3 separate regions of the Sus scrofa genome follow, and regions 2 and 3 are each linked to region 1. Evidence: chromatin contacts called from public Hi-C data. All regions are on one chromosome and are shown on one strand. Each heading gives the region's core, a stretch centred on a gene start, on an enhancer-like site or on the middle of the called end of the contact. The rest is flanking DNA. Distances are from core to core; before and after follow the strand shown. Region 1 holds the start of SAP30 (histone deacetylase complex subunit SAP30). Region 2 holds the start of LOC100517194. Region 3 holds the start of GALNT7 (N-acetylgalactosaminyltransferase 7).

Evidence for each region. A called contact is a pair of places that touch in the nucleus more often than the background predicts.
Region 2: a Hi-C map of omental adipose tissue shows a contact between it and region 1, with 2.0 times the contacts expected there. The contact joins the promoter of LOC100517194 here to the promoter of SAP30 in region 1. A contact is called at or near these places in 2 of 47 Hi-C or Micro-C datasets (embryonic fibroblasts and omental adipose tissue).
Region 3: a contact with region 1 is called in a Hi-C map of subcutaneous adipose tissue, with 1.7 times the contacts expected there. The contact joins the promoter of GALNT7 here to the promoter of SAP30 in region 1. A contact is called at or near these places in 2 of 47 Hi-C or Micro-C datasets (heart right ventricle and subcutaneous adipose tissue) and 1 of 2 datasets of contacts at active chromatin or transcription factors (alveolar macrophages).

Annotation. Positions count from the first base shown.
Region 1 is chr14:16,680,059-16,684,185 of Sscrofa11.1, reverse strand. It overlaps SAP30 (histone deacetylase complex subunit SAP30), which reads left to right and starts at 2,236. Exons shown (of 7, transcript XR_002338366.1): 1 at 2,236-2,880.
Region 2 is chr14:16,457,400-16,461,526 of Sscrofa11.1, reverse strand. It overlaps LOC100517194, which reads left to right and starts at 2,311. Exons shown (of 6, transcript XM_021073071.1): 1 at 2,311-2,357; 2 at 2,623-2,882; 3 at 2,978-3,091. The coding sequence starts at 2,311. HAND2 (heart- and neural crest derivatives-expressed protein 2) reads right to left here and starts at 1,438. Exons shown (of 2, transcript XM_013982698.2): 1 at 803-1,438. The coding sequence starts at 1,357.
Region 3 is chr14:16,836,058-16,840,184 of Sscrofa11.1, reverse strand. GALNT7 (N-acetylgalactosaminyltransferase 7) reads left to right here and starts at 2,178. Exons shown (of 12, transcript XM_021072438.1): 1 at 2,178-2,432. The coding sequence starts at 2,307.

The DNA.
Region 1 (4,127 bases), core at 987-3,486:
CTTGCAGCAACACTGGATCCTTAACCCTCTGAGCAAGGCCAGGGATCAAACCTGCATCCTCATGGATACTAGTTGGATTCTTAATCCCCCAGCCACAATGGGAACTCCCCTAGATTGCTTTTTAATAAATAAAAACTTACAAATAGAAACCACTTTTTAACCATTCCCAGATACTATCCATTGGCCTCTCTCCTAAAAGATGACCATCATCTTGAAGTTGGAGCATATCCATCCTGTCCATGTGTTCTCATTTCTACTATTTAAGAAAATATATCCATAAACAGTAGATAGTATTATTCTGCATTTTAATATTTTAAACCAGCAATATCTAATACAATGTGAGCCATATGTGTAGTTTTAAATGTTGTAACAGCTACATTTTGAAAAATAGAAACAGGTAAAATTTATTTTAATGTTATGTTTTATTTAACCCAGGATAGCCATTTTTAATCATTTGAACATGTAAGCAATATAAAAATTATAAGCTATTCAATATTCTTTTTTATTTTTTTTTTGGTCTTTTCTAGGGCCGCACTTGCGGCATATAGAGGTTCCCAGGCTAGGGGTCGAATCAGAGCTGTAGCCACCGGCCTATGCCAGAGCCACAGCAATATCAGATCTGAGCTAAGTTTGACCTACACCACAACCCACTGAGCAAGGCCAGGGATCAAACTCACAACTTCATGGTTCCTAGTGGGATTCATTAACCACTGCACCTCCACCGGAACTCCATCAATATACTTTTTTTAAAAAAACTTATGGTACTAAGTCTTTGAAATCCTGCTTCTAGTTTTCACTTACCACACATCTCAGTTGAGATGCTAAATTCAGATTTCACAAAATTTTTAAGAAAAAAAAGATTCTTATCCAAGTTGTTCCTATTTAATAATTCTCTGATTACTGAAATCAGTATTAAATATTTAAATGAGGTAAAATTAACAATTCAGTTTTTCATTCACAAAAAACACAAGTGCTCAATATACACATAAGGCAAGCGGACACCCTACTGGACAGTGCAGCTGGAAAAGCTAACACCACTCAGTATCTTTCTTTTACCCACTCCATTTATTTATTTTTTCTTCCTTTCTTTACCCTAGGACAGAAGTGCACAGATGGACTGGATGGCTTTGAATTTCAGTGCAGATGACACTTTACATTTTAAATAACCATCTATAAATAAGTTCACTCCGTAAATATAAAAGAACTTTCAAAAAACCTAATCGCTTTCTATTTTTGTTTAAACAATGTAATTGTTAAACAGGATATACATACTGACAAATAATGAAGCGGTGCAACCAGCAAAGGTGCAGCTTTCGTACCAGCCTCTCCCATCCCTCCACCCCGACCTCCACAGACACGCGTCCACACGCACGCATACACACGCGTGCTCACGGAAGATGCGGCCCCTCCCACCCCATGCCCTTGGGGCAGGGCGAGTGCCGGCAGCCTCAGGAACGGTTAGACCAGCTCCCGGTTCCCCGGAAAAGAAAGCTGCCCCGTTAAGTCCACACGTCAGCAGCTCCACCTCTGGAGGCAGCGGACAGAGTGCACGTCCCTCGCAGGGACAATGCGAGGATTTGGCAGCGGCCTCTAGCCAGGCATTAGCGATGCGGCCGAGCGCGCGGAGAGGCGGGGTCACGGGGGTCGGGACCAGCGTTCCCCACCTCAGGCAGGCGCCCTAATGGACAATTTGGGGCGTCAGTTGGTGGAGATGCCCTCCAGATCCCTTGGTGTTAGCTGCGGGACCTGGAGGGCCCGGAAAACGCCAGGGCGCCCATCTTCCTTGGTTTGGGTTTCCCACAAAAACGGTATCACGGCAAAAACTTTTACCAGTGATACGAAAACGGCCCCAAAACTTTTTCCCACAGGCTCACTTCCCTCCCCTCCCACCCACGGCCCCTACGTTTTGTGCTACGCCTCCGGAGTTGAGTGACCTCTTCCTCTAGAATGCCAGCTCTGCAAAATCCTGGGAGCTAAACACAGCCTAACTTCCCGGGACAGACCAGAAGCCAGAAAACACAGCAACCCCCAACCACAAGTCCTTGTTTTCCCTGTGCTTTACACACAAAAAAGCCGGCCCGCCTCCGCGCGATGTATGCTGGGGTGAGTAGTCTCCCTAAACCGCGAAGCACTGGGTCATATTGGAGCTCGGGTTAACTCCCGGAAGGGGAACTACAATTCCCGTGGTGCCCTGCGGCAGAGTGGACGGGTTCGGGCTGGGCGAGGGCACAAAGCGCTTGCGCAAGTCGAGGACTGAAGAGAGGCGGAGGCGGAGGCGCCACGGTCCAACTGCTGAGGAGTCTCCATGTGACAGAGAGGGGTGTCCTAGCTCCAAACGACGCCCGACCGCGGTTCCCAACCACACACCTTGTGCCCTGTCCCGGCGCCAGCAGACAGCGGCAGGCCAGGGACCTCTGGTTTTGGGCGGAGGGCTCGGGCTCAGAGTGAATAGCTGCCGCCGCGCAGGTGTCTGAGGGACCGCTGAGACCCCGGCGTCTCCCGAGAGGCAAGCAGCGCGGCGAGCTGGGGCTTCTGTCAGCGCGGCGCCGCCAGCTCGGGGACATGAACGGCTTCACGCCAGAGGACATAAGCCGCGGCGGGGACGCAGCCGCTGCGGTGGCTGCCGTGGTCGCGGCCGCCGCCGCGGCCGCCGCCTCTGCAGGGAACGGGGCCGGAGCGGGCTCTGGAGCTGAGGTGCCCGGCGCCGGGGCGGTTTCGGTTGCGGGGCCCCCGGGGGCGGCCGGGCCGGGCCCCGGGCAGCTGTGTTGTTTGCGGGAGGACGGCGAGCGGTGCAGCCGGGCGGCGGGCAACGCCAGCTTCAGCAAGAGGATCCAGAAGAGCATCTCTCAGAAGAAGGTGAAGATCGAGCTGGATAAGAGCGTAAGTGGCGGCGGGACGGCCTGGCCTGGCTTGCCCTGCCCACCCTCTGGGCTCTCGGGAGCGGAGCCGACGCCAGGCGGGTAGGGGTGCAGGGGCCCAGAAGGGCGCAGCGCGAGCCGGTTCCGGGATCCTTAGTAGGAAGCAAACAACAAAGTGCTTCAGCCGGGACGGCAGCCCGAGCGGCACACTTGCGCGGCGGACCCGCTCCCCTCCTCCCCCGCCGAGGTAGGGGAGCGGAACAAAGAGGGCAGCTGCGCTGAGGCCCAGAGTAGTTTTCCCATAGCCCGGTAGCTCCTTCTGGAACCAGGTGTCTTTGTTCGGCTGCCCGAACTGGCGGCTGGCCCCGGGGAGTAGCTCCCGGTCTAGGGAAAGTGGAGTCCTGCCAGGACTGACGCCGCGGGCGAGGAGATCCAGTTCCTCGTCCCCCGCGCCGGGAGCCGGGCGCTCAGTGTCAGCATCTAGGGCCGCTGCTATCGACATGCGGAGCACGCAGCCTCCGCGGTTTTACCCTCGGTTTGGCAGCCATCAGGGTTTCTTTTTTCGTCCTTGTGCGGATCTGTTCTTTTGACCACCTATGAGGTTTTTATAAACAACCATTTCCACTTTTCGGAGCTTGAGCCGGCAGTATAAATAACAAGACGTCAGAACTAGCACACGTCCTGCATATTTTTAACTTGCACTTAGCTCAGAGGTTAATTTGAAAGCCTATTAGTTCTGCTTTCAATTATTTTTTTAAGGAGTAACTGTTAATGTACGACACCCAGTATTTCAGATGTTACTATACAGCTCTCAGGACAATGTAATAAAGTCTTTTTTGAAAAGTTTATTTGGGATATTTTCTGCGTGTTCTAACAGTTCCTTAGTCGTGTTCATGAGAACCTTTTCAGGTATACTTGTGTAATTTCACATTGCTTTGGTTGGAAAAACGTATCACAGACAAGTGCATTTACTTAATACTCAGAAAAATTTATGATTTAAATTTATCTAGAAAAAAATAAATTTATCTAGGGTATGAAATCAGTAGCTTATTTGTAAAAATGTGTAGTTTGTATCTGGATGATAATGTATTAAATTAGAAAAATTAGGAAGCATAGTTACGGTATTAACGATTTTTAAGTAGAGAAATATTATCAAATAGCAACATTGTGAACAATATCAATTTTCCATTGTTAAAAAAAACAGCATGACCTCACTAATCTAGTATACCATGGCTACTGTTTGATGACAGAATCATGAGGGTTGACATT
Region 2 (4,127 bases), core at 1,062-3,561, 220 kb after region 1:
GGAATAGCCCTGCTCTAAACACCACTACCCTATGGGCACCTGGTAGGTACTTGAGAAAACTAATTTTCAGTTATAATTTTTCATTTTTGTTAACGATAAAATGACAGTGGTAATATTTACCATTTGTCTTAAATGGGCTCATGCAAACAAAACAAGAAATGCCCATTTAAGTACAGTCGCCTGGGAAGTTACATTTTATCTTCACTGCCAGAGAGAAACGAGATGCATTTTGAAGTTAAAAGTACATATTTTATGTTAACCTTTACGTAACTGGGCATAGTAATCAGAACAACCACAAAACTCTCTTAGAATCAGTGGCAGCCTCGATCTTAAAAGGGGACAATGCGATCAACAGTGAAATCATTGGAATCAAGCGCTTCTAAACAACTTATTTTATAACTATCTGAAAGTAAGATCGGATTGGACGCCAAATGAAGGCTCTAAAGGACAGAAAATGAGGGGTCCGGGCCAGTGCGATCAGAAGATCAATTCGGAACCTGAGTCCTGCCTCAAGGGCCCGGGGGAGCGGGGTGCGGGGGGGGGTGTTGGGGGGGGGGAGAGCAGCAATGACCCGGAGGGAAGATCACCCACACGAAGCATCCCTCTTAACCTCCTCCGCGTGCTGACACCCTCCCCCACCTCCTCTGCTTCTTCGGGAAACCATCTCGACCACAACCTGGTGCAAACAACCTTGTCTCAGGATGCAGCAGAGAGCGCGGTGTGCCATTGCTCAGGCCAAAGGGAAAGAGACCGGGATTCTCGGTCCCCCACACCCCACCGCCCGCCGTCCCCTGGTACTAACCAGCTCCTTCTTCCTTTTCTCTTCTTTCACATCTGTCTTCTTGATTTCCGCCTTAAAGGCCTCCGCCTCGCCGTTCTGGTCGTCCTTGGCCAGCAGGTCCATGAGGTAGGCGATGTAGCTGGTGGCCAGGCGCAGCGTCTTGATCTTGGAGAGTTTGGTGTCGGCGGGCACATTGGGGATACACTCGCGCAGCTCGGCGAAGGCGCTGTTGATGCTCTGAGTCCTGCGCCGCTCCTTGCGGTTGGCTGTGCCCCGGCGCTTCACCGGGCGCGGCCCCCCCAGGCCCGGGGGCCCGGCGCCCGGCGGCACCCCCCCGTAATGGGAGTGGTCCAGGCTGGCGGCACCGCTGGCGTACTCCGGACTGTAGGACAGGGCCATGCTGTAGTCGGGGGGCGACATCTCGGGGTGGCCGATGAGCCAGCCGTGGAAGTAGGGGTTCTCCTCGTGGCTGCAGCGGCTGGCGGCCGCGGCGGCCGCAGCGGCCGCGGCCGCGGCGAACGGATAGCCCTCATGGTGCACCACCGGGTGGTGAGGGAAGCCCCCAACCAGACTCATTTCGCCCTCCGCGCCCCAGCGTGCGCGCAGCCCCGCCGCGCCCCCAGCCCGGGCCCCTGCTTCGGCGCTCGGCGTCCTCCCCCACCCCCCACCCCCAGCCCCCCGGTGCCCGGGCCGGCCCCGCAGCCGCAGAGGGGGCTGCTGCAGCCCGGGCCCCGGCCACCCGCCTGGCCCGCGGGGCCCGCCTCAGCAGCGCCGCGGCCGCCGGCTCCCCATAGGGCGCGGCGAGCTGGTCCCGGCACCGTGCGCCCCTGGCCGCCGCCGCCTCCGGTTCCCGCCTTGTTCCACGGCCCGCGCGCGGGGTCCTGCTTCCCGGGCTGCTGCGGGCAGGCACAGTCCTCTCGTGCTCATGCAAAGGCGTCCCGGCTCCCGCGGGGCTGCTCGGCCGAGTCGCCGGGCTCCGCGCCCCGGCCGCGCTCCTGGCGCCGCGGCTCCTCCGAATCCCGGGAAGAGTCCGAGCCGCGGCTGGAGGAGCCGGCCCGGCTCTGCGGGGAGGCGGCGGGGTCGACCGCTCACTGTGAAGCTACCTCCATGCGACCCTCCCCTTCCCGCCCCTTCCCCTCCCCCAACCAGCCTGATCTGGGTTCTTGGGCGCTTATTGTTTTAATGAAATTTTTGGTTGTTGTTGTTTTGGTCCTGGAATGTGACTTTAGCAGCGAGTAACGTGTTCCGCTCTCCTCTCGTGCTCCCTCGGAGGGTTTTCAGAGAGGTCTCAGTGCATCCATTTTCTCAGAGCCTCTCCTTTCGGGGGAAGGATCTGAGCCCTGCAGGCGCCCTGGAGCGCGAAGGCGGCGGCTGGGGCTTGGAGGGCTGTTGCGCAGCGGCCGTGGGGGCTCCTGGGTGACGGCGGCGGCGGCTGTTCTCCGGGACTGGACGCCGTGAGGGGAGCAAGCGGATTTTCCCAGCAAGATCTCCATGTACAGCTACATCTTTAGGGCCGCTCGGGTTAATATATGTCGTCAGAGGCTCCTCACGCCAATCCCGGGGCGGCGGGGGCGGCGCCTCGCGCTCTCCGCAATAAAACTTTTTGATGTTCTCGTTGCTAATTGCCGAGGTCCTCTTTCAGGATTGGCTGCCCCTTCATAACCATAAGATAATTAAAACGAGGGGGGGGCAGGGTTAAAAAAAAAACTTTTTTATCAGCCAGAGGTTAATGCAAGTGTTTAACAGATGCTTCACTATTAAAATATTTTCCCCTAAGTCTCAAATATTGAAGAATCTCAAATCAGGTACAGTATCACTCCGCTTTCTTTACTGGTTTGAAGGGGGGTGGGGAAAGAAGGCAGATATTGCTTTTCGAAGTGTTCTGTAGGTAACCTAGGCAAGAAAACCAGCAGGCAGCGGGCGCAGTGGGAGCAGAGGCGGCGGGCGGCTGCGCCCCCACAAAGGCGCGTCTCTGGCCGAGGCTGGCGGCGGGGCGCCGCGGGCAAAGCTGAGGCTTTGACCTGGGCGCACGCTGGAAATGCCCGCCTCATCGTCGCTGGATATACCCACCACGTTACCCAGGCTGGGGCCATCTGGGCAGGTGGTGATATTGTGGCTGTTTTTGGAGATCGTGGCTGAGACCCCGGGACTAACGGTCACGCCAGTTGTAAATGCTCTTATTTCCATGTTCTTCAGGGACACCAGCCTCGGCGAAGACCTTGGGCGACTTCAAAGCGCAGGCACCTCGATTCCCCGAATCTATGTTGTGTGGCGGGTATCGGTGTTCCCCTGGTTTAACTAGCCTGTTTGGTAAGTAACTGAATATTTTTTACAGCGTGTTCAGAGCTTATTTTCCAGTTTTTATGAACAAACATATAAATATATCTCTGCATTCCTGCCTCTCCCATAAAAGCGGGCATCTGTGGAAAGCAGGTTTAGTTATCGGAGGGGAACCATTAAACACCAGTTTAAGAGGCAGGCCGGGAGGACGGCTCGTGGATGTTTAGACTGCTGGCCTTCGTGATCTTGAACGCATTATAACGGAAAATGGATCTCTACTTGTAAGTCACCCGGCCGCAGGGCACCGGGGCCGCGGCGCCCGAGTGGCTGTGGCCTGAGCTCCTAGAGAAAGCTTGCAAGAGGTAGGGGTGGGGCGTGGGGGTGGCCGGTGTCAGGAGCTTGAAATGATCCCCAAGGCTTGGCTAGAAGCCCTGAGGGGAGGCCGCTGTGAAGCTGAGGATTCTGCCGGATGGGTCTGTGTGGAAAAGAGTGTCCCACGCGGAGTGCGCCAAAGACTGGGATGGTGGGGGGGGGCGGCGGCAGGGGACTCCTCGCTGGGCCTGGCCTGGGACGCCCAGGGGAGACCAACTCCTCCGCCTTGGGGGTCCATTCTGGAAGGCAGGCGGAATCAGGGCCCAGGCAGCAGAGATGCAGAGGGTGTCCCATTCCAAGGATTCGATGAGGGAGGGTCTTTTCCTTGCCTGCTTTTTTTTTTTTTTTTCCCCTGGGGGTAGGGTTTGGGAGTGGAAGGCAAGGTCAGCATGAATAGAGAGTAGGGTTGGGAGGGTAACCCAACTTCTGTGCTGTCAGGGACTCTGGTGGTTGCCAGCCACTAATCCCAAAGCCCTGGGTAGCAGCGGTGAGAACGTGGTTTAGGTTTTAGGTGGCTGGGCTTCAAGGAGAGGAAAGGGAACTCAGGCAGAGTGGCAGAAACCCAGGCTGGGAACTCCTGAGGGCCCATTCTGTCCCTGCAGCAAAGGGTCAGTGTTCCCTGTGCCCCCAGCAGAGAACAGAGGTGGGAAGTAGGTGAAACCAGATTTGTTGGTAAGTGCCTTTTGGGCTCAGA
Region 3 (4,127 bases), core at 929-3,428, 160 kb before region 1:
TTCTTTTCTCCTTCCTTCTTTCCTCTCCTTCCTTTCTGCTTCCTTCCTTCCTTCTTTTCTAGGGCCATACCTGCTGCGCATGGAGGTTCCTAGGCTAGGGGTCAAATTGGAGCTACAGCTGCCAGCCTACACCACAGCCACAGCAATGCCAGATCCAAGCCGCATCTGCAACCTACACTGCAGCTTGTGGCAACACCAGATCCTTAACCCAATGAGCAAGGCCAGGATAGAACCTGTGCCCTCATGGATACTAGTCGGGTTCTTAACCAACTTATCGCGTTCTTATCACAACAGGAACTTCAATGATGAGGATCACCTTCAATCTGCACACCTGCCAGACTACACTCATAGCAGTAAAAATAAAGCTCCCTATTTTCTTAATAATCAAAAATGGTCTCCTCTAAATGTGGAAAAGAGAGCCCAGATGAAAGGTTTAATTACTCCTGGTGGACTTCAGCTGCTGATTTCAAATGGAATTATTCCCTCGTGTGGCCAGAATAAGATCCTGTGAAGGTCACCTCCTCCAAGCCCAGGCTCTTTGAGGGGAGGCTACTTTGCAAAGGTGTCCTCCTCACTTGTGAACTTGGGCCCACAAATGACCCTATTCCTGCTTTCCAAAGTCATCTAAACAAATCTTTCCCCAAGCACCCCTTCCTTTCACCGTTTTTCTGAAGGTGGTGCACAGATTACCTGGGTCAGAATCACCTGGGTACAGTTGAGTCCTGGATCCCCACATGGACCTGAACTGACGCTGGAGTGGAGCACTAGCTTTTTACATTACCCAGACGGTCCATACTTTATCAATGAAATATTCTTTTTCATCAAAAAAAAAAAAAAAAAGGTCTTCAGTAAAATCTCCCTTGTCTTATAGTAAAACAACTTTTTTAAACTTAGTGGTTGATAAAATTGCTGAGTCAGACAGTGATTCACATGCAACCCCTGACAGCCCTCCTCTGGTGCTCCACCTTGGGCTTTTAGGCATTACTGTGTACAATTTAGCCAATACACCTGACTATACTGTCATCCATTCCACATTTCCTCATGTTGTTTAAAACATTACTGTAAATATTTCACGGGGATTCTGAAATTACAGCATCTATGGAATTCCCCAATATATTAGCTAGTGTAGCACAAAGAGTTTGGCTGGTCACGATTCTCTATCTTGATGATTCAAACTCTCTACTTTAATCTAAAAATTTAAACAACCAGGTTTCACTTGTTTTAAAGTACTTGCAGATAGGAGACAATATTAGGAAGAAGGATGCACTTTCACAGTCCTGAAACTTAGGATATTAAACATTCTGTTCAACTTGAATTAGGCAGTTAGGATATGCATCCTGATAATGTAAATGCCCTGGCAGAAGAGTGAGATGACTGACATCTTTATTGGGAGATATGTGCACAAAAATTATTTCCTCCGGGTGGGGCATCTGTATAAACATTTGTCAATATCCTTTCCCCTGTATTTTAGGTCTCAGGTAGAAAGGCCTTTGAAAAACAGAAATCAAGGAACCTCCATCAAGAGGCAAAAATCAGGTCTGAGAGAGGCGATGAGGGTAGAGTACTGGTTTAAAAATCCCGAAATCCTTAGTCCTCAGAATAGAAATTTAGCCCTTGAACAAGGCTGGTATTGCTTATTCGCACTAGACTGCCTTTCTTCTAATTAGCTCAAGAGAAAGCGACACTCTACCGGCTTTCCAAGAGAGCTCCTGCAGTCCGGTGATATTTGCACATCACACCTGGGCCTTTCGCTTACAAATCCACCTCCTTAAGGAGCCCTGTGAAAAAGCGAGAACAATCAATAAGAAAAAATCCTCCCAGCTATAAATCAGCCACGTGGAGCTGCGGCAGCTGCAACCCCGACTTCCTGGTTTGTATCCTGCAGGCACCGGGCCGGAGGGCAGGCGTTAAGGACAGAGTTATAGCCCCAAACGGCACTAAAAGTTGGGGAGCCCGGCAGCCTCAGGGGCTGAGCGCTGGGGGCCGAGGCTGGGCACAGTCCTGGGGGGGGCATGTAAGTTAGTCGCAAGACAGCAGAACCTGCAGGGGTAGTGGACAGCGGCGGAGAAGGGCTGCGGCCCCGGTCGGGGGCGGCTCGGGGGAGGGGCGGGGGCCGGCGGGGCGGGGGCGGGGCGGGGCCGGACGGGGGCGGGGCGGCCCCCCGAGGGGAGTTCCGGATCGGCGGCGGGAAGGGCGGCCGCCGGGCGGCGGGGGCGGGAGGAGGCGGCTAGCGCGGAGGGGGAAGGAGGGAGGAGAGCAGCGGCGGCGGCTGCGCCGGGCTGTGCGCCTCTCGCCGCCTGAGGAAGATGAGGCTGAAGATCGGGCTCCTCTTACGCAGTTTGCTGGTGGTGGGCAGCTTCCTGGGGCTGGTAGTTCTCTGGTCCTCTCTGTCCCCGCGGCCGGACGAGCCGAGCCCGTTGAGCAGGATGAGGGTGAGTGACCCGCCCGCCCCCTCCGGCGGCTGCGACCTGCAACTTGTTTTGTTCGCGCGCGTGGCGGGAGCAGGGGCGGCGGGTCGGGCGCGGGCTCCGCAGGTGGCGCGGCGGGTGGGGGCTCGAGCCCTCGTCCAGCGCCGCCCCCGCGCTGCGGCGGAGGCTCGGGGGCCGTCCTCTGCGCCGGGACCGCGGGTGCGGGGGAGCTGGGCTGCCCAGCTCCGACTAGCGAGGGCCGGACCGCGGCGGCGGCCGGGGACGCGGGGCTGGTCCAGGATGCGGCCTGTGGCGCGCGCAGGCCTGACGGAGGCGAGGGGCCGCAGCCGGTGTGGACCAGGCCCCTGCGTCTGGCCGCCCCCGCCCCACCGCCTGGTCCTCGGCGCCCCCAGCCGCCCACCCCGGTGGGAGTGCGCGGCCCCGCCCCCGGGAGAGCGCCGCCCCCTCGGCTCCGGCGCGGGGACGGGAGATGCGCGGTCGAGGCCTCGCGCGGACCGGCCTCCCTCCCGCCTCTCGGTTGCCGCCCTCGCCCGCCCGCGCGCGGCCCCTCGGCCCCGGAGCCCCCTCCCGGTCGCCCCGTCCCCGGTCGCCCCGTCGGGACGGAGCCCGCCCCTCCCCTCCCCGGGCTGAGGTCGGGCCCAAGGGGCCGCCAAACTAACTTGTGCGGGTGCCGTCAGCGCCCAGGGTTCCTCAAGACGCGCTGTCCGCCGTCCGCACTTCCCATCGGTAGGCGACGCTGGGGACCGGAGCCCGGACTGCAGCTCCGGGGACTCGGCCGCGCCCCCCACCCGACCCGCGGCGCGTTGTGGCCGCGCGCCTGCCTTCCAGCGGACGCGGGGGCCCGGCGGGGGGCGGCGAGCGGCCGGGGGCGGCGAGCGGCCGGGCTCCGCGCCTTCTGCGTGCAGCATCCGCATTGCATCCGTGGGTCGCCTTTATTAACTTTCCTTCTGGAAAGTTAGCGTCGGGAAGTTGAGTGAGAAAGGCGTCCTTTCAGCACGAAGAATCCTGAAGAGATTTCCTTATGAGTTCCTACCTGTGTGAGGAGGTTAGATAGAAGTTTTACCGAGTACTTGAAATCTTCACGGCAGTGGACTCTTGTGTTTATCGCGTCTGGGTTGGGTTCCCTGTAAGTCCTCCAATCTAACGATAATAAAAAGTACCCAGTTTTACTTCTGACTGTTTCTGTGGTTTTAAGCCCCTCAGCCTTCATGGAGGCATGGTGACTTCTTTATGATTTTGGTTTCACAGTGACTTACTGACGAAGGATGACTCAATGTTGAAGTTGTTTAAAGGTATTTAAGTCATCAACTGGCCTTTTGCAGAGAGCTATAGATGTTAAGACGCCATTCCTTGGGAGGGAAATTGAGAAAAGAGGGACAAAACTAGCCATATTCAGAATGTCCTACTACTGTTCAGATGACAAGATGGAGCGTTAGGGCCAGTGCCCATTTCCTGGGAAGTATTTTATTAGTGCTGATACAAGTACTGAGCCACACGCTCATTAATAACCATCAGCTGTGGTCCAACATATTTGATAAAGTTTGTCGGTGGATCCAGTCTGATTTCTTTGCCAAAGACAGAAGCTACCTTTTTAAAACTTGCAAACAATTAACACTAAGAATGATTTTATGTATGAGGAGAGCCAAGCCCTTTTATTAGGTTGGCTAAGCAATTTAAAGTATAGCTTATGAACTATGA